Regions from separate parts of the Mus musculus genome. Here all the other regions are linked to region 1. The links are chromatin contacts, called in public HiChIP or PLAC-seq and promoter capture Hi-C maps. All regions are on one chromosome and are shown on one strand. Each heading gives the region's core, a stretch centred on a gene start, on an enhancer-like site or on the middle of the called end of the contact. The rest is flanking DNA. Distances are from core to core; before and after follow the strand shown. Region 1 holds the start of Lrrc58 (leucine rich repeat containing 58). Region 2 holds the start of 4930565N06Rik (RIKEN cDNA 4930565N06 gene). Region 3 holds the start of Hcls1 (hematopoietic cell specific Lyn substrate 1). Region 4 holds the start of Polq (polymerase (DNA directed), theta). Region 5 holds the start of Arhgap31 (Rho GTPase activating protein 31). Region 6 overlaps Polq (polymerase (DNA directed), theta). Region 7 holds the start of Timmdc1 (translocase of inner mitochondrial membrane domain containing 1).

Region 1 (3,421 bases), core at 449-2,948:
TTCAGATTCTATTATTGAGATCATCTTTCCCCTACTACCTGATGTTTACACAGGCTAGCTCTTTTTCTCAATCATGTTTTGTTTTTTTCCCTCGTTTGACATTGCTACTGCTTGTTGTTTTACCAAGAGTACACATTTTTAAAGCATTAAGTATTCTTGATCACAGTAGGGCTTCTTCTAGAATATTAGGTTGATCTGAAATAAGGTCCATTTTAAAAAAGGAACTTCCAAATCAGATGTCTTCAAGACACTTGCAGATTTTATTTTATTTTTTAGACATGGTTTCTTTTTTTTTGTTACCCTGACAGTCCTAAAACTATGTAGATCAGGCTGGTACTCACAGAGACACTCCCACCTCTGCCTCCTGAATGTTGGGATTAAAAGCAGGTACTACTATGTCTGGCACATATTTTTTAAATTCCACTCATAGATTGTTTAAACTAACAAACATGACAACTCAATCATAAAGCTTAGCTGTGAAGTAGCATGAAGTCTCTCATCTGCACAACTGAGTAGATGAGGTTATGATTTTTAGGAAAAAAAGCAATTTAATCCCACTGGTTATCACATAACCTTTTAACTTTCTTGTATTTAAGCTCGGTAAGAAACTAAGCTTTTCTCTTATTTCCACTAATGACTTTAAAATTACAAAACGAAATCTCAGAAAAGATTGACATTGAAATGGGATCAGGATGAAAATAAATCTACTGGAATTAGTGAATTAGAGCTAGAGTCAAGACTTTCCCAGTTAAATTCTATCTAGTTCTCACTTGCAGAGTGCTTTGAACGCTTTCTCCATCTGAGCTCAGTGTAAGCTAGATCTAATAAAGGGGGCTCCTATATCCAACTCCCAAGCGCATTCCCATGCCCAAGGGACCAAAGCCCACAGGAGTGATTCTGTGATTGACGTGGACAAAGTTCTTATTGGACACACAATACTTTTACAATGGTGCTTTTTGTTGTTGTTTTGGGGTTTGTTTTTTTTCCAAACAAGGTTTCACTGTATAGCTGTGGCTGTCTTGGCTCGCTCGCGTTAGACAATGCTTTAAGAAACAACAGGCAATCAGGGAAGGGAAGGTCTTCAAGCATGCTTTCCAGCTGGGGCGACAGCCATCTCCGACTTTGGCTTTAGCTTCGAAGAGGCCTTTGTTCTTCACCGTGTAGCCCTGGCTAGCCTGGGCTATGTAGGTCAGGCGGGCCTCAGACTCAGTACGGCTGCCTCTGCATTTCAGAGCGGGGACGAGAGGCGTGGGGCCACCAAGCACGTTCTCCTGAAGACATTAAATTCTCAGGCTACGTCCCCGTCATGGCTACTCTCTCTGGATCCCGCAAAAATGGGGGGGCCCCGGCCTCAAGTGAGAACAAAGGAGGCGGCGCCCCGTGACGCGCAGGCCCCCGGGCGGGATCAACAGCCCCGGAGCTGTTTACTCTGGCGGCCAAGGCCACCACCGGGTGCCACACTATAAAGGGCGAGCTGCCCGCTCCGGGGAGCCTCAGGCCTCCGGCTCGCCCACCGAGCCCCGCGACGCCCGGGCGAGCACAGCTCCCTCACACGGTTCCCGGGAGCGCCAGGCCTCGGCTCCTGCGCAGCGGACGCCGCGCCGTGCGCCACGTGAGGCGGAGCCCGGCCCCCGGAGCGGCGCGCGCACCCGGCGCCGACCATCGCGTGACTCGGAGGGCGCGCGGGGGTGAGCGCCCGGGCCGTACCGGGCCGCGCCGCGCCACTTCCGACGCGGCGCTCGCTTTAGGTTCCGGGGCGCGCCGCCTCGGCTCGCGGGCCCGGGATCCGGCGGGATGGAGGAGGCCGCGCTCGGGGAGGCCGAACTCAACTGGTCCCGCCTCAGCGTGTCGGCCGAGGCGTTGGAGTCGGAGCTGGAGGCGCGCGCCGAGGAGCGGCGCGGCGCGCGCGAGGCTCTCCTGCGGCTGCTGCTGCCCTACAACCGCCTGACGTCGCTGCCGCGGGCGTTGGGCGGCGGCTTCCCGCACCTCCAGCTCCTGGACGTGAGCGGCAACTCGCTCACGGCGCTGGGGCCCGAGCTGCTGACGCTGAGCGGCCTGCGCACGCTGCTGGCCAGGAACAACCGGCTCGGCGGCCCGGGCTCGCTGCCCAAGGGCCTGGCCCAGTCGCCGCTCTGCCGCAGCCTCCAAGTGCTCAACCTCAGCGGCAACTGCTTCCAGGAGCTGCCCGCCTCGCTGCTGGAGCTGCGCGCCCTTCAGACCCTCAGCCTGGGCGGCAACCAGCTGCAGAGCATCCCCGCCGAGATCGAGAACTTGCGGAGGTGAGCGGCGGCGAGTCCCGGGGGTGGGGAGCGGGGCGGTGGCCCGAGCTCCGTGGCACCGGGTTGGAGGGGGAGGGGGACTAGGCGAGCCATTGTCACCCGTAGCGTCTGACCAAGGGTGGGTGGGTGGGTGGTAGCCTTTGGGTTGTGTTTGGCCTGCCGCAGGTCTTCGACGCCCCCCGCGCCCCCCAATGAACTCTGGAATTCATTGTGGAGACCATGCTAACCTCAAGCTCACAGAGCTCCGCCTGCCTCTACCTCCCAAATCTGGGGCTAAAAGACATGCGCCACTAAGCCGGACTTCGCCTTCTTTCTTGAGTCTAGACAGGGAGTCAAAAGGGCTCCCGTTAACAGAGGTTGGCGATTTCTTACTGGTTAAGTCTTCCGAGACTTTCCATGCGTTTGCATCAAAGTGGCATTTAACGTGGCGTAGGAGGTGCTGACCTACTTCCTTGGTTTTTATTTCCAGTTCCCCTCTTTTCCCGATACCCAAAGTACCATTTGTGGAGTCAGTGAGCCTTGCACACACACACACACCCAGAAAGGCAGCTTCACTAAATTGTGGGGTTGGGGTTGGGTACAAAAAAAAAAAACAAAAAAACCCAAAAACAACAACAACAAAAAAAAACCACGCTGCGCTTCCTTTGACCCTGAGGAACTATTCACATTTCAAAATTTTATCTTAGGAGTCTTTTCTGTAATTCTAAAAAAAAAAAAAAAAAAAAAAAAAAAAAAAAAAAAAACTGTTCCCAGGACAATTAGAGCCAAATTACTTCCTCTGTGTGTCACACATCATACCATTGTATCTGTGTTACTGTATGTTACTGAATGTGATTCCTTCTTTACAGGAACTGTCTGTCCTATCTCCTAGTGGCTTAGTCAGTAGTGTACTGGAGTGAGGAGGTGCAGAGAGGATAATAGAAGTGCTCTAATGTGCCCTGCAGGGGAGTCAAAGCAAAACAAGAAAGCATCTTCCACTTGTTAAATATTTTTCCTCTCTTTTAATTGGTTAGCCAAGATAAAAGAATGTGGAGCCAGAAAGAACCTTCGAGTTAACAGGGAAAACATTGACCCAGGAATAAGACTTTTTCTTCACATCTCACCCTTCTGCTGGTCACTTAGCACTTCCTGTTTGCCAAATG
Region 2 (3,421 bases), core at 442-2,941, 970 kb before region 1:
CAGGAATAGCCAGGGTGGGCAGGTTCATCGCCGAAGGCACTGAGATGCCTCATTAGCGTGTGGAGAGGCAGTCCAGGAGTCTCGATGGATGCTTGCTAAACAAGTTTCTTATTCTTATTCAGGAGAAAGGAAGCTGAACCTGTAACCTCACCAAGGCTATAGGACACTCCGTAGGTAGAGGGTTTAGGAGTTTCAGACTCCCCAGCTGAGGTCAGAAAAGGAGAAGCCCTATTGGTGAAAGGAATCTGCCAGTTTGCCCCAAGCTCGGGGCTTTCTAATAACATCAGACTTTCACCTCAGTTAGCAGGGCCCAATGCTATCCTGTATGGACCCGTGCCTCCCACTTTGGCCATTTCTTACCTATCTGTGGCTTCCCTGTGTCCTTGTCCCATTGTCATATCTAGGTAGCCAAATTCTAATGCAGAATTGGTTCTATAGCAACACAGCCTTTGTTTACATGGGTGTTCTCTGCTGCCTGGTAAAATCAGCCATACCCTTCTTCCTCACTGTCCAGCAAAGCCTCCTTGAGGCAGCTTTCTTAGTAGTATAGAAGCGTGTTCTTCTTGTTTTCATCCTCAAAAAACTGGTATCCGGACTCTAGGTCTTCTCTGGGTGTCCTGGGGCAGTAACTAGGCCATTGCTGCGTGGATACCTGTATCTGTGTGCCCTCTGTCAGATTACATGTTAGTTAATGCACTGTGGATCTTCACAGCTCTCTTATGCAATGGGTAGTATCATTCCCTCATCACAGACAAAAAAACTTCAAACATAGAGGATGCCTACACACACCTGGTTGATTTAGTAGGCTTCAGATTTCCATCAATAAACTAAGGGTAGTAGAATTTATATGAAGGGCCTATTTTAGAATCACATGAAATAGCAAATAAAAATGTTAGGGTTTGGCACATATGAAAGATTGTGAGAGCACAAATCATTACCATACTACTGAAGACATTCTAGAGAGTCACCAACCACCTGTAATTCTCAAATCTGATTAGTGTGTCTAAGCCTTATTTTACTAGACCTTTCTGCACTATTTGTTTCTTGGTAGTTGGTTGTTTATATTCATTTCTTAAAAATAGGTTTTCTGTGTAATCCAGGCTGCCCTTGAATCCGTGATTCTCCTGTGTTCTGGGACCCCTTGTGCCACTGTGTCTTGCTGATATTTGTTAGTTTGTCACTTATTCCTTGAAGCTTCTTCATTCCCATTAGCACAGGGCACAGCTTGGTTCTTTTCCTGTCTCTGAAACTTTTCTTTATTTTAATTAGTTTTCCTTTATAGACTTCTCTTCCAGCCCGGTAGACAGTGTTTGCGAACAGACTAGCCCCTGCCCAGTATCCTTACTATATACAGTCTTATCTCCTTCCCTCTTACAGCAGCTGTGGCTGTCCCACTGCCATTGGTTTCTTCCCAGTATTTATCTCCCCAGTACTTTTGGTATGTATCTAGTTCCCTGGAGATTCGTGGCTGACCAATAAGCTTGGCAGTGTCACCTCACCTTCCTTCTGAAAGCAGATTATTTGTAGCTCAGAAGACAAGACACGGAGCTACCAGCGCCTGGCATTCCCCACGCTGAGTAGACCAGAGGCACCCATGTTCTCCTGTGAGTGCTGCAGCACTGCTCATGATGGTCGAGATACAAAGAGCCAGCCTAGGCACCTATCAGTGGATGTGTAATACAGATAAATATAGATTGTGAAATAGACACACAATGGAATGTTATTCAGTCCTAAAAAAGGAATGAAGTTCTATGTTCTACAGCAACGTGGATAGAATGCAGGATGTGACAGTAAGTGAAACACATCAAGCACAGCACATCAAGCACAGAAGTCTGTAGTTGCACTTGACAACATCTGTTAGGAAACCCTAGCACAGAAGAGTGAATGTTCCCAACACAGACATTTGACTGACATGAGAGAGACCAGTGACCGTGATCTGACTGTTACTCCTGTGTGCCTCATTGAAACGTTACATTTACCCTACAAGTCGGTCTAGTTGTTGCGTATCCAATTCAAAAGCACATTTTAAAAAATACTTTCACCATATTTTCTCTTAACAGGGTATTCAGTTAAAAGAATAAAACTCAAACCTTCTTGTTTCTTTTGTCTTCTTTAACCCCTACAATTAATTATCAGTTCTGCTGATTTAATCTCTTAATTCTAACTCTGCCCTCATCAGTAATATCCAGACCTAGTTCTGTCTTTGGAACATCTTTGCATAAAGAGCTCTTCCCGACAAGTGGCATGTGTGTGTGTGTGTGTGTGTGTGTGCGCGCGTGCGCACTCCCGTGAGAAGGGTTGTCCATGTGACCAGCCTCCTTATTACTTAGAGAACTGCTCTGTTTTCTTAGTGACAGGTGTGTGCAGAGCCTTGTTGTTTTCTAGCCTCCTCCCATTTCCTCACCTGACTTTCTCAATGCTAACTCCAACTACCTTGGCAGTTGGTAGTCGTGTTTCTCCTTTGGCTCTCTCTCTGCCTGAAGTACCATGTTTCGTTCCTCCTTGCCTGGCTCGTTGCTTACTTTTAAGTTTTAGACTGTTTGGCTGTCTTTAAAAGCCTACCCCATCCCTCTTCTCTTCCCTTGAACGATTCCCAGATATCCCTCCGTGTCCTCTGTGCTTTCGTATGATGCTCAGCCTGCTTCGGTGCCTGAACCCTGCGTTCCTCCAGGGCATGGACTAGAGTGATTTATTCACAGTGAATTGAGTCCGTCTTGTCAGAGCCTGTGCTGGTGCTACGACAAGTATGGATAAGACAACGTGCCTCCTTCCCTCATGAAGCTTGTTCTCTAACAGGAGAGGCACAAATGAATACACACCCATATAAGGCAAATAGGAATGTGAATAGTCCAAATTATCTGGAAAGCAAACACAGAGGGTATTCGCTACTCCACAGGTTCAGTGCCAGTGAGAGGCTCGTAGGAGTGTTTCAGTGTGCTCCCCGAATGAGAGAGTGCGGTAGTTGTGGATCCTCATGCTTGGTGTTTTGTTTGTTTGTTTATTTTAGGTTCTTTCACAGCAGCTACAGCTGTTGGAGGCTGAACATAATACTTTAAAGAATACCATGGAAACAGAAAGACAGGAGTCCAAGACCCTGATGGAAAAGGTAGAACTCGAAGTGGCAGAGAGAAAGTTATCCTTCCATAACCTTCAAGAAGAGATGCATCAGCTTCAGGGACAGCTGGAGCGAGCAGGCCAAGCCCAGGCTGACCTGGAGACACAGTACAGTGCTCTCCAGCAAAGACATAAGACAGAGATGGAGGAGAAGACGGCTTGCATTTTGAGTCTTCAGAAGAACGAGCAAGAGCTGCAGTCTGCCTGTGCTGCTCTGAAGGAGGAGAACTCGAAGCTGCTTCAGGAGAAGCACGACCAGGCTGCTGAGTCAGCCCAGGCCATGCGGCAGCTGGAAGGTCAGTGTGTG
Region 3 (3,421 bases), core at 598-3,097, 930 kb before region 1:
CTATGGGAGGGATGGAGGAGTGGCAACTGGAGGAGAAAGTTCTGAGACTCCTTCATCTCACTGGCCAGCACCACATGGCTGTGAACATCCTTCTAGCCTCAGCTGCTGGAGCCAAAGGAGATGAGGTTCAGATTAGAAAATCCATCCTGAGATTGGGTTAAAGGAGCAGAACCATAGGATGTAAATTTGTGAAGCCTTGTGGATAGTTCTGAGAAAACTCTGAAAGTATTGGACCACCAAGTATGGTGGCACTTGCCTGTAATTCCAGCACTGAGGAGGCTGAGGCAGGAGGACCATAAGTCCAAGGCCAGTCTTGTCTACATAGTAAGTTAAGGCTAGCCTGTGCTACATAGCAAGAGTGTCTAAAACAACAAGCTCTCCTTGAACACAGTGCAGAAGGAGACTTTTCATAGCTCATGCGGGTTGGGTAGACATCATGCTCTTATACAAAGTTGCCACTTGGGAAAAGCTGACCCAGTATCACAGGGTAGAAGAGGATTAATGGGAACCTGTTCTCTTTGGCTTCAACGCTCACTGTATGTCAGCACTGTTCTGCTCAGGGATGAACATGGGGTGTTTGTGAGGGGGAAGTGGGTTTCCTTGGTGTCATCGCTGAAGTTCTATGGTTCTGTGCATTGCTGTGTGGTGAGGTACAATGTCTAGCCCTAATTTAAGGCTACCCCTTTCTACATATTCCTCAACTATAAATAGCCTTATTAGAACAAATAAAGTGCTCCAAGTCTAGAATCAATCCCCTGGGAAGTGACTTTAGATGCTTTCTGTTGGTACAGAATGTTCCCTTCTGTCTAGTTTCACCAACCTGGGACCCTTGTGGGTTCATTCTCTGTAAGCCAGGCAAGTCAGAGTCCACAGATGACTGGGATAAGGAGAGCCAGGCTCAGATGCAAAAGCAAGTTCTTAGTAGGATTATTTTTCAACCAGAGATCCTTGGAACTTTATTTTCATTATCTTTATTGCCTGTCAGTGCTCCAGGCTGCCAGAGGAGCCATGCTTGGGACGGGGGTGGGTGAGGAATGGAGGGTGGAAGCAGGGAGGTGGTTATTTGAAAGGCAGCCAGTAAAAGCATAGCAAAGTTCTCAGTGGCCTTCACATCAGAAAGGGTCTATTTCATTGGCTCAACAAGTCACCTGAGCATGTCTTGACTTGAAGCTAGAAGGGGAGGGCTGCAGATGTTGACAGTGTAGAGTATGTCAGAGTTCAATTCACCAGCTTAGAGAAGGCCAGTAGTCAGAACTCTGTAAGTGAGCTCAGACTCCACACAGCCTCCCATCAAGCTAGGGAGTTTTCTCCCTCCACGTTCTGCCTTCTCCCTTCCTCGTGAGTTATGTGTGAGTCTCAGGTACTGCAGAAAGCAAGGAGGAGAAATTGTTTTTAAGACTTCCCTTCAAAATTAACATACAGATCATTTTTCCACTAAGCCTTTTTTTTTTTTTTTTGATTGCTGCAGACTACACACACACACATTTTTCCTTCCTCAGACCAGGCTTCTACAACAATGTTGTAGCCCAGGGTACCCCTAAGTGCTGGGATCACAGAAGTTCACTACCACACCTGCCTTGTTCTGAATTCTTTTACTTAGATGCAACTGTCCTTCGTAGGACACAGAGCAGTCCTGCAGCATTCTTATTGTGTCTTAACTGATAAGGGATGTGTCTCCACGGTCATTTTTATAACTTTCCCGTGACCTGAAAAACTTTGCAAAATACTAGACACAGAAACACTTAACCCTTCTAAGTACTCAAAGTATAAGGAACTGACTCAAACTTCAGGAAGTAGCTGTGAGGACAGTGTGGCAGGAAATGACAGAAAACCTGAAAACGGAACTGGAGCAGCTGCTCTGTTACTTACCCTGAAGTGGCAGCCGCTGGAGGGGGCGCCTGGTGTAGATGTGAAAAGCCGTAACCAGGAACCAGTAAAGGTGGGTGCTCTGAGCTGGGGGTTTTGTGAGGGGTTGGGAGCACAGGGAAGTATGGAAAAGAAGTCTACATAGCACTTAGTCCTTGTTAAGGGAGGTCTTTACTAATAGATGCTGAACTCTTGATGGCCCTAAGGACTGTGTGCAGTGGTTGACAATGAACATCTGAGGATGGGAACAAGGAAATGGCCTGCACTCGGGGAGCATGATTGAGCACATATCTAGGACCCTGGGCCCTAGTATGCCCTTGATGATCTACACAGCCCATTCTAAAGGGTGGCTGCCCCAGTGTGCTAACCTGAAGGCGACCCACGGAAGATGAGGACAAAGTGTGCCTTTGTATGGCCTCACAGGGACACAAATGCCCATGGGAAATGTAAGGGGACAGGATTTAACCACCAATGAACACTGGTGCTGAGCCAAGTGCTTTTAGGAGTCAAATGCAAACATGACTTCAGCTGGTGTAACTTTGTATGTCTGTGGGGATCCCAGAGTGTTACAGAGGGAGCTTTGGATCTACTGTGTTAACCCCTTAATTATTTAACATTGGGAAACAATATCACAACAATCAGTGACTTGCCCAAGGAAGTTAATATTGATGGATGGCTTAGTCTAGTCTCTGACTAAGTAGTATAGACTCTGTGTCATGTGACAGACAGGGGTCTCACAGGGGCTGTCATATTACTGCAGTGTCCATGGATCTCTCACCTATGGATGCCATAAGTCAGTCCTGTCATCAGGTATTGGATATGCCCAGCATTCATTGCCTGTCTCCAGCCTCCTACTTTAAGTTAGCAGCTTTCCTGATTAGTAATCGACAGTACAAGAATAGTAAGTTATTTTGCTCTTAAACATGAGCATGAGGGGCTGATGGGAGAGATGAACTGAGACCTGGAGAATCAGGCAAGATGAGACCATCGGACCTCACTGCTTCCTCATTGCTCATAAATGTATTTGACTTCTCCTTTCCAGTTTCCTTCTGTGGTAGAGTAGCCTGAGAGCCAGGACATGTCAAAGTGAGGCCTTAAGCTGTGGGTCATAGGTTCTCTTTATGTGTCTTACCCCCTGTTAGTAGCTAATACCAACTGGGGGAGGCACAGATGTTCTTAATAGCTCACAGTGACTCTGGCCACGGTAACTCACCACTCCTTCCCACATCTTTATTTAACCTATCTTCCTCAGATGTCTTCGGGGCTAATCTTCTAGAGGTTATTATAAAATGTGGGCAATGATGGAGGCTTCCAGATGGGGATAGAAAGTGGAGACTTGGGGCCTAGATAAGCAGAGCCTTGGGGATGAGTGGGTAAAGGTGTCTCCTTTGGGAGAGCAATGAGTACCAGGAAGCTCTTCGGTGGTGGTGGCACCCGACAAAGAAGGATAGGCAGAGTCTTTGAGCCAGGAAGTCCCAAAAAGCTACCAGACCAGATGGGTGTTGTCCCTTGTTACCTCTCCTCAAAAACCCACAGTGTGACCGGACAGTTCTTC
Region 4 (3,421 bases), core at 491-2,990, 860 kb before region 1:
TTCTCTGGCTTATTCTTTCTTCATTACAGTCTTGAATTATTATTAGGGCTTGTTAAAATATGTAATGTAATTTTCTCTGAACAGAACTTATGTGGCAGCCCTGGTCTCAGCATTCTGTATACTCATCCACAGATAATAGACTCCTACTCTTCTCATATGATGTGGGAATACTGAGGGGTTATGCAAGATGCCCAAGATAGCACAGTCAATACATTCTAAACCCAGACCCAGACTGTGTAGGTCTACAGCTGGACTTTTAGTTTCCACTGAGACTATAAGTCAGGATTCCTTTGATAGTCCTCTGTTCCTAGGAATTTCTCCCTGAGCAGTAGTCACAATTTAAATTAATAATTAATTTAGTCAATGTTTGTACCAGTATCTTTCAGAGCAGGAAGCGTTCCACCCTGCATCACTGACACTGAGACTAGTGTACTGTTGATGCCCAATAATTTCCTAGTGAATAAATGCATAAAGGAAGGAAGCGTTTCTTTCATGGAGTAATGCCTCCCTCTGGTGGGATTTTAGAATATTGTTTAACCACTTCCTAAATTCACTCCCCACATCCTTCCCCCAAACCAATGGCCATAATTTCTTCAGGATAGGCTTGTCACCCACTTGTTGGCTTGGTGAGATGAACTGTGGAACTAGGCAAGTACCAGGCACCGATTTACGTCCAGAAGTTGGTCAAAGCACATCTATAACTAACTTCCTTGTTCAGAATGACCCCTCATGTGCTTTCAGAGCCTCCTCTTTCAACACCAAAGGGATCTATCCAGAATCTCCAGTTCTGATCATACAATCCTCAGGATATAACCGCAGAAATAATCCCTTCCCTATCAACTGCCAACACAGAAGTGCAGTTCTCAACTCAGAGGGAATAAGAAAATTTATTCTGGAACAAATATGAGTTACTATGGCCCCAGGGACAAATTTAAATTGTTCTATATACTGTTTTGTGGTAGCAGTTTTACAGAGTTTTTATATTTCCGAGCAAAGAGAGCTATAACTGAAGACGTTTAAAGATACATTGATGTTAATGGAAACTTCAGGTAGGTTAGATCCAGCAAATCAAGAGAAACTTCTGCTGTAAGGCTCAGATGCATATAACATGCTTAGCTTTTGGGTTGGTGGAAGCTACATTCCCAAATTCGTACATTCCCAAACGACTTACTTAATAGTCACAAGAACATGACAGAGTTGTGTGACCAAACAAGTGGCTATTTAAGGGGCCGAGATAACCCAAAATAATTGACACTGAACCAGTCTACAGCCTGGAATGTTTAACCCGGGCGTGTCCTCTACTCCACCCCCATCTGTTATTTTAATTCACGTATTTGACAAGAGGAAAACCGCACAAATTACGCTCTACCAAAAAACCCTACTTTTTTTTTTTTTTTTACACAATCTGAAGAAACAAAAAAGAAACAAACACAATACAATAGTAAAGAAGAGATACTTTCCTAATCTATTCACATAAGGGCAACTCATTAGCTTCCGATTCAAACCAGAAATAAGTAAAAACAGGAGGAATGTTTTTAGAACAATCTACGAATGCAGTCAGATGCTCCGTTCCTTTTAATGTCTCCAGCACTCTATCCCCTTTTCTATCCCCAGCCGCCAGCGGAGGCCGGAAGCCAGATATCAGCGCGGGCTGTTCCGTCCCTCACCACTCTATGGTAGTCGGGTTATTCTAGCCAGGAGAACTCTGTGGTTCCGGGGCGTGCTGGGAGGCCTGCATTTGAAGATGGAGGCGGGAAGATGGAGGCGGTAGCTGTCACTAGGTTGGGGTTCTCCCGCGCGGGAGGCCTATGGGACTGTGTCGTGTCCTGAACAGTCGAGAGGAGCTTGTTTGCAATGAGTCTTCCGCGCCGGAGTAGGAAACGGCGGCGTTCATCGTCCGGCTCCGACACGTTCTCGGGAGATGGTGATAGCTTTGTTAGCCCTCAGCTCCGGTGTGGACCGGTGCTGAGTCCACCTCCGGGGCTGGGACGCGGCCGGAGGCTCACAGGGACAGGTACTCGACCCGCGGGGCCGACGCGGCCGAGGGCAGCAGGGGTTGAGATGGGCTGCGAGAGTATCAGGGCCATGCACTCCCGCACCGGAGCTGGATAGCTGGAGGCAGGGCTGCTATCCAGTACCCGGCCTGGGACTCAACCCTGGGGATGGCTTCCCTCTTGGCCAGCATGCACAGCTGATGGTGTTTTAGTCCACCACTGCCCCAGTAGATATGGGCGTTCTTTGGTTTTTGGGTCTTTACACCTTCCCAGAAACAACTTCCAAGTTGGCCAGATCCTGTCACCATGTCGAGGGTTTGCTTAGGATAAATGTCCAGTGGTACAACTTCATATATATAAGTACCAAATTTCTGGGTGTGGTGTAGGATGCAGGCTCTTTGGACTGCAAAGAGCAAAGCTGGAAGGCACATGTTGTCTTAGAACCTTAACCCAGTTCTTGTTTGCTTTTTTGAGATAAGGGCTTGCTCTAGGTCAGGCTGGGTGCTGTCTCGATCTCGGACCAAGGGTGTTTATCCGTAAATGTTGGGATTATAGGCCTACACCAGTGCATTTCATAATTCTTTGCCCTTGGTTATGCAGATACCTCAGTACTAAATCGTAAAGAGAAACTCATCTAACAGCTTTGTAATGCTTAATCACCCTTCTACCTCCACATCTGTACAAACTTTTTATTCAGTGTGTATAGCACACTTTTTGGTTTTTTCGAGACAGGGTTTCTCAGTATAGCCTGGCTGTCCTGGAACTCAACTTTGTAGACCAGGCTGGCCTTGAACTCAGAAATCCATCTGCCTCTGCCTCCCAAGTGCTAGGATTAAAGGCTTGTGCCACCACCGCCCAGCTATAGCACACTTTTGTTTGTGGCTCTTAAGAGTTTTCAAATTTTCATCTAGTAAATAAAAAATTGCTAGCATTTTTCTGTATAGGATCAGTTTCTTAATAGGTCTCTAGAAGTGAAGATGTGTTTTAAGTTTGGTAGGAATTCAAACAGGTTTAACTACTAAACTTGTATGTTGGAGGTAATTAAATTGTTTTTGTTTTTCTGAAAGGAACAAACAAGCGAAGAGTTTCTGATGACCAGATAGACCAGCTGCTGTTGGCAAATTGGGGACTTCCTAAAGCAGTTCTGGAGAAATACCATAGTTTTGGTGTAAGAAAGATGTTCGAATGGCAGGCAGAATGCCTTTTGCTTGGTCACGTCTTGGAAGGAAAGAATCTAGTTTATTCAGGTATTCAAATTTATGTAAACTCCTTTCACTAAAATTATCAGTGTGAACAATTCTCTTTTGGGTTGGTTACATTTTTTAAACAGGAGGAATGTCATCATTTGCATCCTGACATCATGAAAGTTCTGTTGTGTGGTAGAGGAGGGAAACAAGGACATTTGCAACGTATGTAGGAAAAATTCT
Region 5 (3,421 bases), core at 618-3,117, 840 kb after region 1:
GATGTGTACTTGGGGCTCTGTCAAGTTTTAAAAGGGGGGAAAAAAAACCCAACAAACAACTCAGTCCAAGTGATTTTATTTCAAAAAGACCTCTCCGGAGTGTTGTTGAGATTTAAACGAATTGACTTCAGTTATGCCTCAATTTCAGAGTCGGTTTTGAAAACCAGTAGTTCCCCTGAAGCTCTGAAATACTAAGCCATTTGTCCTAATGACACAGCAGACTCTGGACTCCCGAATACCACAGGAATATCACACCACTGCAAATTGCTAGGGGTGCTGAGTCTTCAAAAAGGGGAAATGAAACAAAGGCCCTGCACTGTTTCTGGGATGCACACTTGATATGGACAAACCCAGTTGTTTCAGGGAGAGTTTTCCTGAGGCAGAATTATTCTGAGCAGTTACATGGCCCTAAGTGTTCTTTTGTTGTATTTATCTATGTATAATGATAGATATGAGATATGTGTAGTGGGCTCTTTTCTCTTTCTCTGAAGTTTCCAAAGAAGCCTTTTTTTTTAAAGTCCAGAACCAGTCAACTTTACAAAAGGAGTCATTTCATGCCCCATTCCCCCACCTTTGCTATATTAAAAACTTTTACCCTCCAAGACGGTGTTATCCCAGTATAGTTTGTTTTCATTTTTCCCCACCCACCAAATGTTTAAACTGTTTCCACTGGCTCCTCTTTTTCTTTTTCCAAGCTGACTTAAAAAAAAAAAAACCAGAGACGCTCTTCTATATCCTAAACTCTTTTAAAGCTGAGGCCCTCTGACCTTCTTACGACACACTGCTCGCAGGACACACCAAAGGCCCCTCTGAAAAGGCAGGAGGAGGTAAAGGGTGGTGGTGGTGAGGTGGGGGGGGGGTCGGGGGAGGTACTGTATATTTGGCATCAACTCAGAAATACAGAAAATGTTTGTGCAAGCACTCCCCCAGCCAGGATTCCCCGCCCCACCCCCAGCACACTGCCTCCTACCACATTAATAAAAAAGGATGTGAGCCGGTGAAACCTTCCAGTACAGGAGGCACATTTAAGATGATCACAATGATACATCCAGAGAGATTCACCACACGTCAGTCACCCCCTCATCTTTCCCTTTCAATACCCAAAGTTTAAGACCCGAGCCTCCCTCCCGGGGCTTCAGCCTCAGAAATGGCCAGTAAACGCCACAGCTACACCACTGCTCATCCACCGCTCCTGTGACACGTCGGATGGACAGACCCAGCTCCTGCACTGTGGGGTGGAGGCGATGTGGTTAAGAACTGTCTTTTTTTTTTTTTTTTTTTTTTCCTATTAAAGTACAGTGAGCGCACGAGCCTGGAACACATTAACTTGTGAACTGCATCCAGCACACCCCAAGAGAAATCCATCGCTCTTAAACAAAAAAAAAAAAGGGGGGGGGGTACATTACCATCCTGTCCCGAACTTTCCAGATACTCCGTCAGGTCACATCCAAACGCACTGGCGGCTCCCTTTCGTTTCAGCTTCTGCTTGGCACCCTTGTTCTTCATGAGTTAGCCCCACAGAGGCTGCCCCTCCGTCTGCGCTCTCTGCTCCGCACCGCTGATGAGGGTTTCGGGGTCGGGTCACCAGGGCAGAGCGGCGCCGCGGGTCCGCATGGGCGCGCAGATTGGGCCGTGCACCGCCCCGGGCGGGTGTCACCTCCCTACTCGGGCTCCGGCGGCGTCTCCCCGCGCTTCTCGGCTGAGCCTTGCGAGGAGCCGGGGCCGGGGCGCGGCGGTTAGGGGACCGCCCCGGGGCTGAGTGTGCTCCGCCCTAGGCCCGCGCTCTGCCTTCAGAGCGCTGGAGGACCGCGAACAGCCAGCATCACGTCCCCTTGCCCGCCCTTGCGCCGTCCCTTTTTTCCTGTCTTACAAATCCCAGGATCGTCCAGCTCAGGAAGCGCTGGAAGGAAGTCAGCTCCGGAGGGGGGCGGAGGTTGGAAATTTTTGGCAGCTGTGTGTGTGTGTGTGTGTGTGTGTGTGTGTTTGTGAGTGCAGTCGAAGGAAGTAAGTGGGTGGGTTGAGCTGCGCGGGCTGGGGGAGAGATCGCGCTCTCCCGAAGTGGCTCTGCTAGTCCAGAGTATCGCCCAGGGCCGTCCCGGAGGAAATCGGCCTCGCGAGGAGCCGCGGCCGCCCGCCCGCTTCCTGCCGCCAGTCAGGCTCTTTGCACAGCGCAGGAGGCGGCGCCGGACTCTGCAGGGAGGGCTCGGGATGGGTGCTCATGGAATTGCTCTCCTTGTCATCCCAGTCCTGACACTTTCTATTTCAGTGCCTGCCTTTCTCCTCCGTCGACACTTAAGTGTAGTGACAGTAACAAAGACTGGGATTCCAGAAACCTGACCGGCAAAGCCTTTACGTTGGCCACTCCCATCTCTCTTTGCCTGGGTCTGCGGTCCCTGAAGCCCAGACGTCTCCTCTCCCACGCTGAGGTTAGGATACCCTCGGGCGAGAGAGAGGTGCAGCTTTGTAACCACTGCCCAGGAAGAAGTTATATTTCTAGTTACAAACTCAAGTTCAGGCACACACACACACACACACACACACACACACACACACACACGCACACACACATCCCGATCTTACTAACTGCAAGAGATTTGAGTAAAGAAACCAAGATTTAAGGGGCGCTGACATTTTGCCAGTCTCCCAGGTTGTTTTAAAACTTGAGGCGTATGTTTTCACCCCGGCATGTTTTTCCTGCTTTAGTTGGAATTCCTTGACTCGTGTGTACTCAGCACACAGTGAACACTTAAAGTCTTGTGCCTTGACAACTCAAAGATTAGATTAAACTTCCTGCATCCATTCAAATCCATATATAGGCTTGAAGGGTAGGTACATTCATATAGCTGGCAAAAGTATTATGTGTTGCATTTTAGTTACTGATTCCTCTTAAAAGCCATCATGGCAGTTTATGAACTTTGAACTCTGACCTTCTCTCTATGTCCAGACATAACCTGATAGCCAGCCTACCAAATTTGGCCTACAGATGTGTTTTGTTTGGAACATATTGTTTAAAAAAAAATTTAGCCAACACTAAAGAATTAAGATGTTTCTCCGTAAGAAAGCTGGATTTCTGTCGTCTCCTGTGGGAAGGAAGCTCTGCTTATACCACAAGTGCGTTCTCGTAAAACAAGGAGTGCCATACGTTAAGACACGGCGGCTGGCTTTCAAGACAAGCCTTCTAGTTTGGAGGCACCTCTGCCTGTCTGTTATTCGTCGCGTTCTCACGACCGGCCAGGAAGAACACAACAACCAGAATCTTCTACGGCAAAGCTTTATTGCTTACATCTTTTTGGGGCCAGAGTGTAAGAAGCAAGAGAGAGAGAAAAACGAAACCCCTTCTATTTAAAAGAGAACAACAATTGCCTAGGACGCATCACTCCCTGATTGGCTGCAGCCCATGGCCGAGCTGACGTTCACGGGA
Region 6 (3,421 bases), core at 307-2,806, 770 kb before region 1:
ACCAGATGTCTTTATACACTTGGAAATTATTAATGATACCAAAGAATTATTATTTATATAGATTATATATGCTATAGTTACCACATTGGAAATTAAAGAATTTTTAGGCTTGGTTTAACATTTTAAGACAATAATAAAAATAAAAAAGGGGGCGCTGAAGAGATGGATCAGAGGTTAAAAGTGCATACTACTCTTGCACAGGACTTGGCTTCTGTTCCCAGCACCCACATCAAAAGGCTCCCAGTGGCTTGTAACTCCAGCTCCAAGGGAGCCAACACCTCTGCCCTCCTTAGGCACCTGTACCCACATACACACACCCACACCTGTACACACATCAGCACACCATATTTTAACATAAGCAACACCTTTTTAATGAATGTAAATCTTTTTGGAACAGAAGAAAATTAGTCCCAAGTCAATTTATTTTGTATTTCTCTGTAAGTCTCTTTGATGTCTGACTTATAAAACGATGGATTCCTGCCATTTTGTATTGCATATCTGTTAATCTGTGAGAGGTGATCAAAAATGCACACCCAGCACAAGCATCTGTAGTGCTGTTAGGAGTTTGACTTTGCACATGCAGGGATCCTCTGTGGCTCAATACATTGACTGTACCTGAAGTAGTGCCCGGGCCCCATGCCTCTCAGAGTGAAAGATCCTTAGAGAGACAGGTTAGAGAAGTTTCAGAAGCTTCATATCTTGTTTACTTCCTTCTTTCTGCAATGAAGTTATTGGGTATTTGAGTTTGCCTGCTAGGCAGCAGCCAGTATTTTTTTGATTGTTCCAAGACCTGTGTGTTTTAAAATGTTAAGGAATCTTAAGAAACTTGGAATTTTAAGAGCAAAATAAAACAAAATCTACTTCCCTCTAGTCTGATGGCATGCTGCTCAGGTTTGCTCTCTTTCTTGGAGCAGGATTGTTGCCCAAGAGGAAACTTAAAGGGATGTTTTGTCCCATGAGAGGAGGATTCTTCATCCTTCAACTTCACGACGAGCTTTTATATGAAGTGGCAGAAGAGGATGTTGTTCAGGTATGTTGTTCAGTCTACTATGTAGGCAGCAGATGGTGGGGGTCAGAATGACCGGTTCTTTGCCATGTACGATGTATTGGACCCTCTCTACCACAGGCTGGCTGCATAAACGTTGAATCCCTATGGGGAGAAAAGCCAAGCATGCTCAATTTCACACTGAAAGTAAGGGGATGCTTGATGCAGACACGTTTGTCTGAGGTTTCCAAGTTCTGAACTTCTCATCAGTGCAGGGCAGTCTGAATGCCTGGCTCATTTCTGATTGTGTTTAAACACAATGTAGAGCAGCAGTCTGGTTTATCTTTCTCTGTGGGTGAGCTGGGGAACAGCCTTTGATTGGAAGGAGTTTATTAACCTCTTTTCTTTATTTGCAGGTGGCTCAGATTGTCAAGAATGAAATGGAATGTGCTATAAAACTTTCTGTGAAGCTGAAAGTGAAAGTGAAAATAGGTGCCAGCTGGGGAGAGCTGAAGGACTTTGATGTGTGATGGTACAGTTAACCAGATCCCCAGAGCAGCCTGGTAGACAGTCACTTAGAATGCATAGAGTCTGCCCTTTGACCTGCTCTTAAACAAGCAGGTCTCCAGTGGGTTTCTAATGTATACCTCAGTCCAGCCCCTGTGGTGTCACAAGGCTTTGAGGGGAGATTTATTAGTTATCCTCACTCTCAAAGAGTATCTATGAATTTGCCTTTCATAATTTATTGGAGTGTTAAACAGTCTCAGAATGTATGCTTGAAAAATGCACTTAGCACTTTGGGTTCTCAACTGTGTAGAATGTGAAGGAGTGGAGCTGCTGCCTCAGGGCCATTTTTATTCCTGTCAAGGACTCCAGCACTCATAATGTAATCCCCCAAGAGCCACGGGCAGTGCTCAGCTCCAGTCATTAGAGTTATGCAGTTTGTGTGATCTTTTTCTACAGTAAAAACTTCTGAAGTAGAATTTTAAAATCTCAAATTGAAAATCTATAAGACAGTAAGCTGTGTGAAAGGCATCTAGAATGAGTTTTCATGAACTGTTGCCGCTTGTTCTTCTCATCGGCGGTCCAACAAGGAAGGATTTAGAGCACTCTTAAAATGAGCTGTTCCCCATAAGAAGTGTCTGTCAGCTTAGACATTGATTGCACTTGAACCTAACACTGCCAGGCCAGGAAAACGCCCCTTTGCTAGCTAGCCCCTTAGTGCCTGTATTTGTGGTATGATATGAAGAGAATTCTCAGGCTTAAAACATTGGATTTCTTTACTCATAACTAATATATCTTTTTGCTGTTCAAATAAATTTATGGGAATTTATATTAATGTTTTTAATTTTTAAAAATCTATTTGGTCGAAGAGTATCAGAAACCTTTGTACTTTATCAGAGGATTTTTTTGTGTGTGTTAATCATGATGAAAAGAGATACTTGCTTCATCAGATACAGTTGGATGGATGGGAAGGGAGAGGAAGGGGGCAGAAGATGGCCCCAAACTCTCAGTCCTGACTCCTCCATTCTTAAATGATGAATTTATAGGCATGAACTGCCACCCCTGTTTCATTATTCCTTGGGATATTATATCATATATAGACACACACACACATATATATGTATAATCAGCTATACTGTGTTTCTCAAGAAGAAAATCTGTACTGCTCTCAGTTTTCTAGTGGGTTGAAGCCAGTGAATCTATATGATTCTCCCTCCACACCTTCCTTACCACCTCCTCCAGACCTGTGCTCCAAATTCTAGACAGGGACTAATGTGTATATCCCATGTACCAGCACAGCCCACTGTGTCCACCTGACTTTATACCACCTTAGCTAACCTTAAAGCTCAGCCCAGCCCTCACGTCCTATTCTGTATACCAGCCTGATATGTCCATATGCCTATATCTCATTACAAAGTACAAATATGAGAGTCCAAGGAAGTATTCCCACCCCCAAATCCACCAGTCTTAAAGAATTCAAGACATTTAAAGAAAAAACAACTCGGCAACCTCAGAGAGAATGAGCAAAAGAGAAAAATGCCTGACAGATCTTTAAGAAAACACAAAGATAAGTTTGATTAAAATGACAAGGATAATCCAGGAGTTGAAAGCTGAATTATACTCGGCAACCCGCAGAAGCTTCTCTAACATAGACCTCATATTGAGACGCAAAAACTCAGTAGACTGAAATAAGACATTACACTCTATCTGGCCACAATACAATAATAATTAAGATCGACAGCAAACAAACCTCTGGTAAGCACACAAACTCAAAGAGTTAACTTTGCTAAATGATGAGTGGGGCAAAGAACAATGTCAATTTTTAAAATCCCAGAACTAAATGAAAACACAACAAAACCTCTGGACACATTAACATCATTCTTACAAGAGAAATTTATAGCTCTAAGTGCCTACATTAAAAATACAGAAAGA
Region 7 (3,421 bases), core at 462-2,961, 650 kb after region 1:
AACTCATAGAGAAACCCTGTCTTGAAAAACCAAAATAAAAAGCTTTCAAAAATATACAAACTTTTGGGAGGACCTCTGAGAAAAACTAACACATTATTTCTTAAAACAAAGATGATGGGGGCAGAGCAATGGCTCAGCAGTTACCAGCATTAGGGCTTGGATTCCATTCCCACGAGGTAGCTCTCATGGTTATCAGGAAGGCACACAGACATGCACACAGACATACACACAGGCAAGACACTCATACACATAAAATAAAAATAATTTTTAAAAAGAGATGCTGAAACTAATAGAATTATTAAATACAAGTCTGCCAGCTCCCTTGTCCAAATTTATTTATAATCACTTGATAACAGTGTAGTATGGTAAACTACTTCATGAAAAGAGATACTTTCACCATTGATTAATAAATGAATAACGTTAAATAAATATCAGGTGAAAGTAATGCAGGATTAATCATTTACTCCTCACATAGTTTATTTTAGTATCTTCTGCAAAGGGAGATGGAGCTGGGCGTGTAACATCTGTGGCAGATGACCAACCCCCATCAGGGAAAAAAAAAAAAAAAAAAAAGAGAGGCTCGGCCCAGAATCCCAGAAGACCCGGCTGTAATCCCAAAATCTGGGAGGTTGAGAATGGATTGTAGCTTTGAGTTTCAGGCCAGCTTGGTCTACAAGCACAGCAAAACTCTTGTCTCAAAAAGGAGAGTTGGGGGACTAGAGGGATGGCTTGGCAGCTAAGATCGTGTACTAGTTTTACAAAGGATCCGGGTTCAGTTCTTAGAACCCCTGTAACTGTGACTCCAGGTAACTCCAGATCCAGGAGAATCTGACACCTCTGGCTGAGGGCATGTGCACTCTACTGCCCATACCCAAATACCGACCCCCACATACAAGTAGTTCTTAACAATGGAGGTGGGAACAAGGGGGCAGAGCTGCTGGAAGGTGCGGAGAGGAGGAGGAGGAGAACAGTTGTCACTGTTTTTTTTTTTTTTCTTGTGCAAAATAATAATGATAAATTAACAATTCTCTCTGTCCTTCCAGCTTCTGGAGTATATAAAGCCATTACTGACAAAGAAAAATCAAACGAAATACGAAAAAACAATATTAGTGTAGACTTCACAATATAGTTCCCAGTGATACTACATGACAATAATCGAATGAATCCAATTTTTCTAATATGTAAAGTTAGGGTACTGGTTTCACGAGAACGATACTGTCTTAAGAGTGTGACTCTGAGTGAATCCGACTCAGAAGGCTGCATGTCAACCAGGTCGGACACTATCCGGGCAGAGAGAACTTTCAGCGTCGCAGGGACCGCGCGCTGGAGCTCGCCCGGGCTGCGGCCGTCCCCCGAGCATCCCTCCCCACACACCCGAGACATTTTTACTCTTTGGCAAACAGCTGCCGGAGGCGGTCCCATCCGGATTCCAGGGAACCGGGGTCTGAGACACCTGAACGCTGCTCCCGATCCTCCACAAAGCCTGGGGAATCCGCAGCCACCGCACCGGCAGCAAAGACTCGGGGGAAAGGACCCCAGGCTCCGCAAAGGCGGCTGCGGGGAGCGGGCGGCGGCGCGCCCATGGCGCCCTCCTACCCGCAGAGAGACAGACACCCCAGGGTCGGCGGGCACCGTGGGAGAGGGTGACCTGTACAGCCCACTAGCGGCACGTTGGGGGACACTGAACCTCACATCCGGTCCCCAGCCGGCTCACTTCCGGAAGCTCTCGGAAAGGAGACCGGAAGCCCCGCCCCTAGTCGCGCAAAGGCGGGGTGAGGGCGGGGCTCGGGACGTAGAAACTGGAACTGAGAGCTCTTTCGGTAGCGCAGGGTTAGGGATCAGTCGAGCCCCGGAAGTGAGTTGGCGGCCGTTTCGTTTCATCTCAGTGATGTCCTTTGGCGTTTGCGCCCCGTAACTCTGGTCTTCTGGACCTGCTCAGCTTGAAGTGCTCAGGGGCTTAAGTGAGATGGCTCATGTAAGATGCAGAAGGCCACGCAGAAGGGGACAGTACTTTAATCACTGCAAGCGCAGTGGGGAAAGAGGTAGGCGATGCGCTTCTAGGCCACGCCCTGGCGGGCCGGAGGAGCTTCCTGGGCGGAGCAGAGTCTAACCTTAGGGCGCACCCGAAAAGGTCCAAGATTTAAAAACTATTTTTGAAATATCAGCTGTGGGCATTTTTTTCCCCATAACGTGGGCTCCACTACAAGTATCCGTATGCTTACTGCTCCGAGAAGGCAAAAGATCTAGAATTATCATTTAATAACTGAAACTATTATTTCCTGTTTCTTTCAACACAAGACAAAACCAAAAAACTTGTTTACCAAGGTAAAAATATTCCCAATCATTTTGTGTAATTTAGTTATTGGTCGTTACCACAAATCTCATAGTCTTTGCAAACCCTTTCACCTACTATTTTTCTTTTCTAGTTAAAGTACCACAATGAATATACAGCTTGGTGGTGCTCTACAGTCACTTCCACGGAGTACCTAAATAAGTGATTGATTACAAACTTTCATGAGGATATAGTAATAGGATTTGGGAGTTGACTGTGGGACATCTCTACAGATGAGGTTCAGGAAAGTGCCGTGAATGAAGCCCCCATTAGCATTTACTGCAGTGGTATAATTGCCTATTTGCTGATCTCTATCAAGAGGACTGAAGCTGTGCTTTCATCTCTGGATTTGGACTTAGGAATCACCAATCAGTCTATACCATGAAGTAGATGTTAAGTAATTATCTTCTTTGGAGGGAAGGAGGGTCCAAGATAGGGTTTCTCTTGTGTAGCCCTGGCTGTCACATAATTAGCTCTGAAGACCAGGCAGGCCTCCATCTCAGTGATCCACTTGCCTGAAGTAATTAAATGTTGAGTGAATTATTCAGACCCCAATTCCTAGCTCTAGCTTGATGCCTGCTTGGTCTATTTTTCAGAGGTGGTCACTGGGATTAGGGTCCCAGGGCCTGAAAGCCCAACAAAATGAATGTGTTGACTGTCTAGCTTAGCTGTGAGAAGAGCTGAGTGCATTTCTTTGACACATTTGAGGTCCCGGAAATGATCCTTTGCACTTGAACTTTCTAGAATCAGGGTCGACATGAATGAGGACAGGGCAAAGATTGGGCAAACACTAACAAAATCATTTACCTATGGGGATTGGAGAGATGGCTCAGTGGTTAAGAGCACTGGCTGCTCTTCTGAGAGATCTTGAGTTCAATTCCCAGCAACTATATGGTGGCTCACAACCATCTGTAATGGAATCTGATCTTCCCTTCTGATGTGCATGAAGACAGGGTGCTCAAATACATAAAATAAAATGTTAAAAACCATTACATATAGCTCAGATGTCCCCAGGATCCAACATCCTGTAGAGACAAACAAGGTCTTCCTTAGTACCAGATAGATTTCACAAACTCTTCAGCTCCCTTT

What was found. Promoter capture Hi-C pulls out the DNA fragments that hold promoters and counts their contacts. HiChIP or PLAC-seq counts read pairs in DNA pulled down with a chosen protein or histone mark.
Region 2: a contact with region 1 is called in a promoter capture Hi-C map of hippocampal neurons, with 2.5 times the contacts expected there. The contact joins the promoter of 4930565N06Rik here to the promoter of Lrrc58 in region 1. A contact is called at or near these places in 3 of 39 promoter capture datasets (hippocampal neurons, liver and pre-B cells), 1 of 115 datasets of contacts at active chromatin or transcription factors (embryonic stem cells) and 1 of 9 other capture datasets (embryonic stem cells).
Region 3: a contact with region 1 is called in an H3K27ac HiChIP or PLAC-seq map of regulatory T cell precursor, with 5 times the contacts expected there. The contact joins the promoter of Hcls1 here to the promoter of Lrrc58 in region 1. A contact is called at or near these places in 2 of 39 promoter capture datasets (hippocampal neurons and liver), 1 of 484 Hi-C or Micro-C datasets (CD4 T cells), 1 of 115 datasets of contacts at active chromatin or transcription factors (regulatory T cell precursor) and 2 of 9 other capture datasets (adipose tissue and embryonic stem cells).
Region 4: a contact with region 1 is called in a promoter capture Hi-C map of hippocampal neurons, with 6 times the contacts expected there. The contact joins the promoter of Polq here to the promoter of Lrrc58 in region 1. A contact is called at or near these places in 3 of 39 promoter capture datasets (hippocampal neurons, liver and pre-B cells), 1 of 484 Hi-C or Micro-C datasets (CD4 T cells) and 3 of 115 datasets of contacts at active chromatin or transcription factors (astrocytes, bone marrow-derived macrophages and memory CD8 T cells).
Region 5: a contact with region 1 is called in an H3K4me3 HiChIP or PLAC-seq map of bone marrow-derived macrophages, with 4 times the contacts expected there. The contact joins the promoter of Arhgap31 here to the promoter of Lrrc58 in region 1. A contact is called at or near these places in 2 of 39 promoter capture datasets (pre-B cells and stem cell-derived epiblast-like cells) and 1 of 115 datasets of contacts at active chromatin or transcription factors (bone marrow-derived macrophages).
Region 6: a contact with region 1 is called in an H3K27ac HiChIP or PLAC-seq map of regulatory T cell precursor, with 4 times the contacts expected there. The contact joins the enhancer-like site here to the promoter of Lrrc58 in region 1. A contact is called at or near these places in 3 of 39 promoter capture datasets (the 3T3-L1 cell line, the C10 cell line and hippocampal neurons), 5 of 115 datasets of contacts at active chromatin or transcription factors (cardiomyocytes, differentiating embryonic stem cells, embryonic forebrain and 2 more) and 1 of 9 other capture datasets (embryonic stem cells).
Region 7: an H3K4me3 HiChIP or PLAC-seq map of the 230-238 cell line shows a contact between it and region 1, with 12 read pairs. The contact joins the promoter of Timmdc1 here to the promoter of Lrrc58 in region 1. A contact is called at or near these places in 8 of 39 promoter capture datasets (the 3T3-L1 cell line, 3T3-L1-derived adipocytes, the HPC-7 cell line and 5 more), 4 of 484 Hi-C or Micro-C datasets (CD4 T cells, CD8 T cells, cortical neurons and 1 more), 10 of 115 datasets of contacts at active chromatin or transcription factors (the 230-238 cell line, astrocytes, bone marrow-derived macrophages and 7 more) and 1 of 9 other capture datasets (liver).

The regions. Positions count from the first base shown.
Region 1 is chr16:37,866,702-37,870,122 of GRCm38.p6, forward strand. Lrrc58 (leucine rich repeat containing 58) reads left to right here and starts at 1,699. Exons shown (of 4, transcript NM_177093.3): 1 at 1,699-2,279. The coding sequence starts at 1,795.
Region 2 is chr16:36,895,498-36,898,918 of GRCm38.p6, forward strand. 4930565N06Rik (RIKEN cDNA 4930565N06 gene) reads right to left here and starts at 1,692. Exons shown (of 3, transcript NR_040476.1): 1 at 1,500-1,692. It overlaps Golgb1 (golgi autoantigen, golgin subfamily b, macrogolgin 1), which reads left to right. Exons shown (of 22, transcript NM_030035.1): 9 at 3,008-3,410.
Region 3 is chr16:36,933,136-36,936,556 of GRCm38.p6, forward strand. Hcls1 (hematopoietic cell specific Lyn substrate 1) reads left to right here and starts at 1,848. Exons shown (of 14, transcript NM_008225.2): 1 at 1,848-1,939.
Region 4 is chr16:37,010,046-37,013,466 of GRCm38.p6, forward strand. Polq (polymerase (DNA directed), theta) reads left to right here and starts at 1,741. Exons shown (of 30, transcript NM_029977.2): 1 at 1,741-2,014; 2 at 3,062-3,241. The coding sequence starts at 1,855.
Region 5 is chr16:38,711,168-38,714,588 of GRCm38.p6, forward strand. It overlaps Arhgap31 (Rho GTPase activating protein 31), which reads right to left and starts at 1,868. Exons shown (of 12, transcript NM_020260.2): 1 at 1,407-1,868. The coding sequence starts at 1,506.
Region 6 is chr16:37,093,100-37,096,520 of GRCm38.p6, forward strand. It overlaps Polq (polymerase (DNA directed), theta), which reads left to right. Exons shown (of 30, transcript NM_029977.2): 29 at 915-1,030; 30 at 1,402-2,318. The coding sequence ends at 1,515. Among named protein-coding and RNA genes, the nearest start is that of Polq, 83 kb to the left of the region's middle. Within about 2 kb of position 1,557, at least 45 of the 459 cell types and tissues checked have an H3K27ac peak or open chromatin away from gene starts, as enhancers often do. A contact at or near this core is called in regulatory T cell precursor, where this site is marked.
Region 7 is chr16:38,520,952-38,524,372 of GRCm38.p6, forward strand. Timmdc1 (translocase of inner mitochondrial membrane domain containing 1) reads right to left here and starts at 1,712. Exons shown (of 7, transcript NM_024273.2): 1 at 1,390-1,712. The coding sequence starts at 1,583.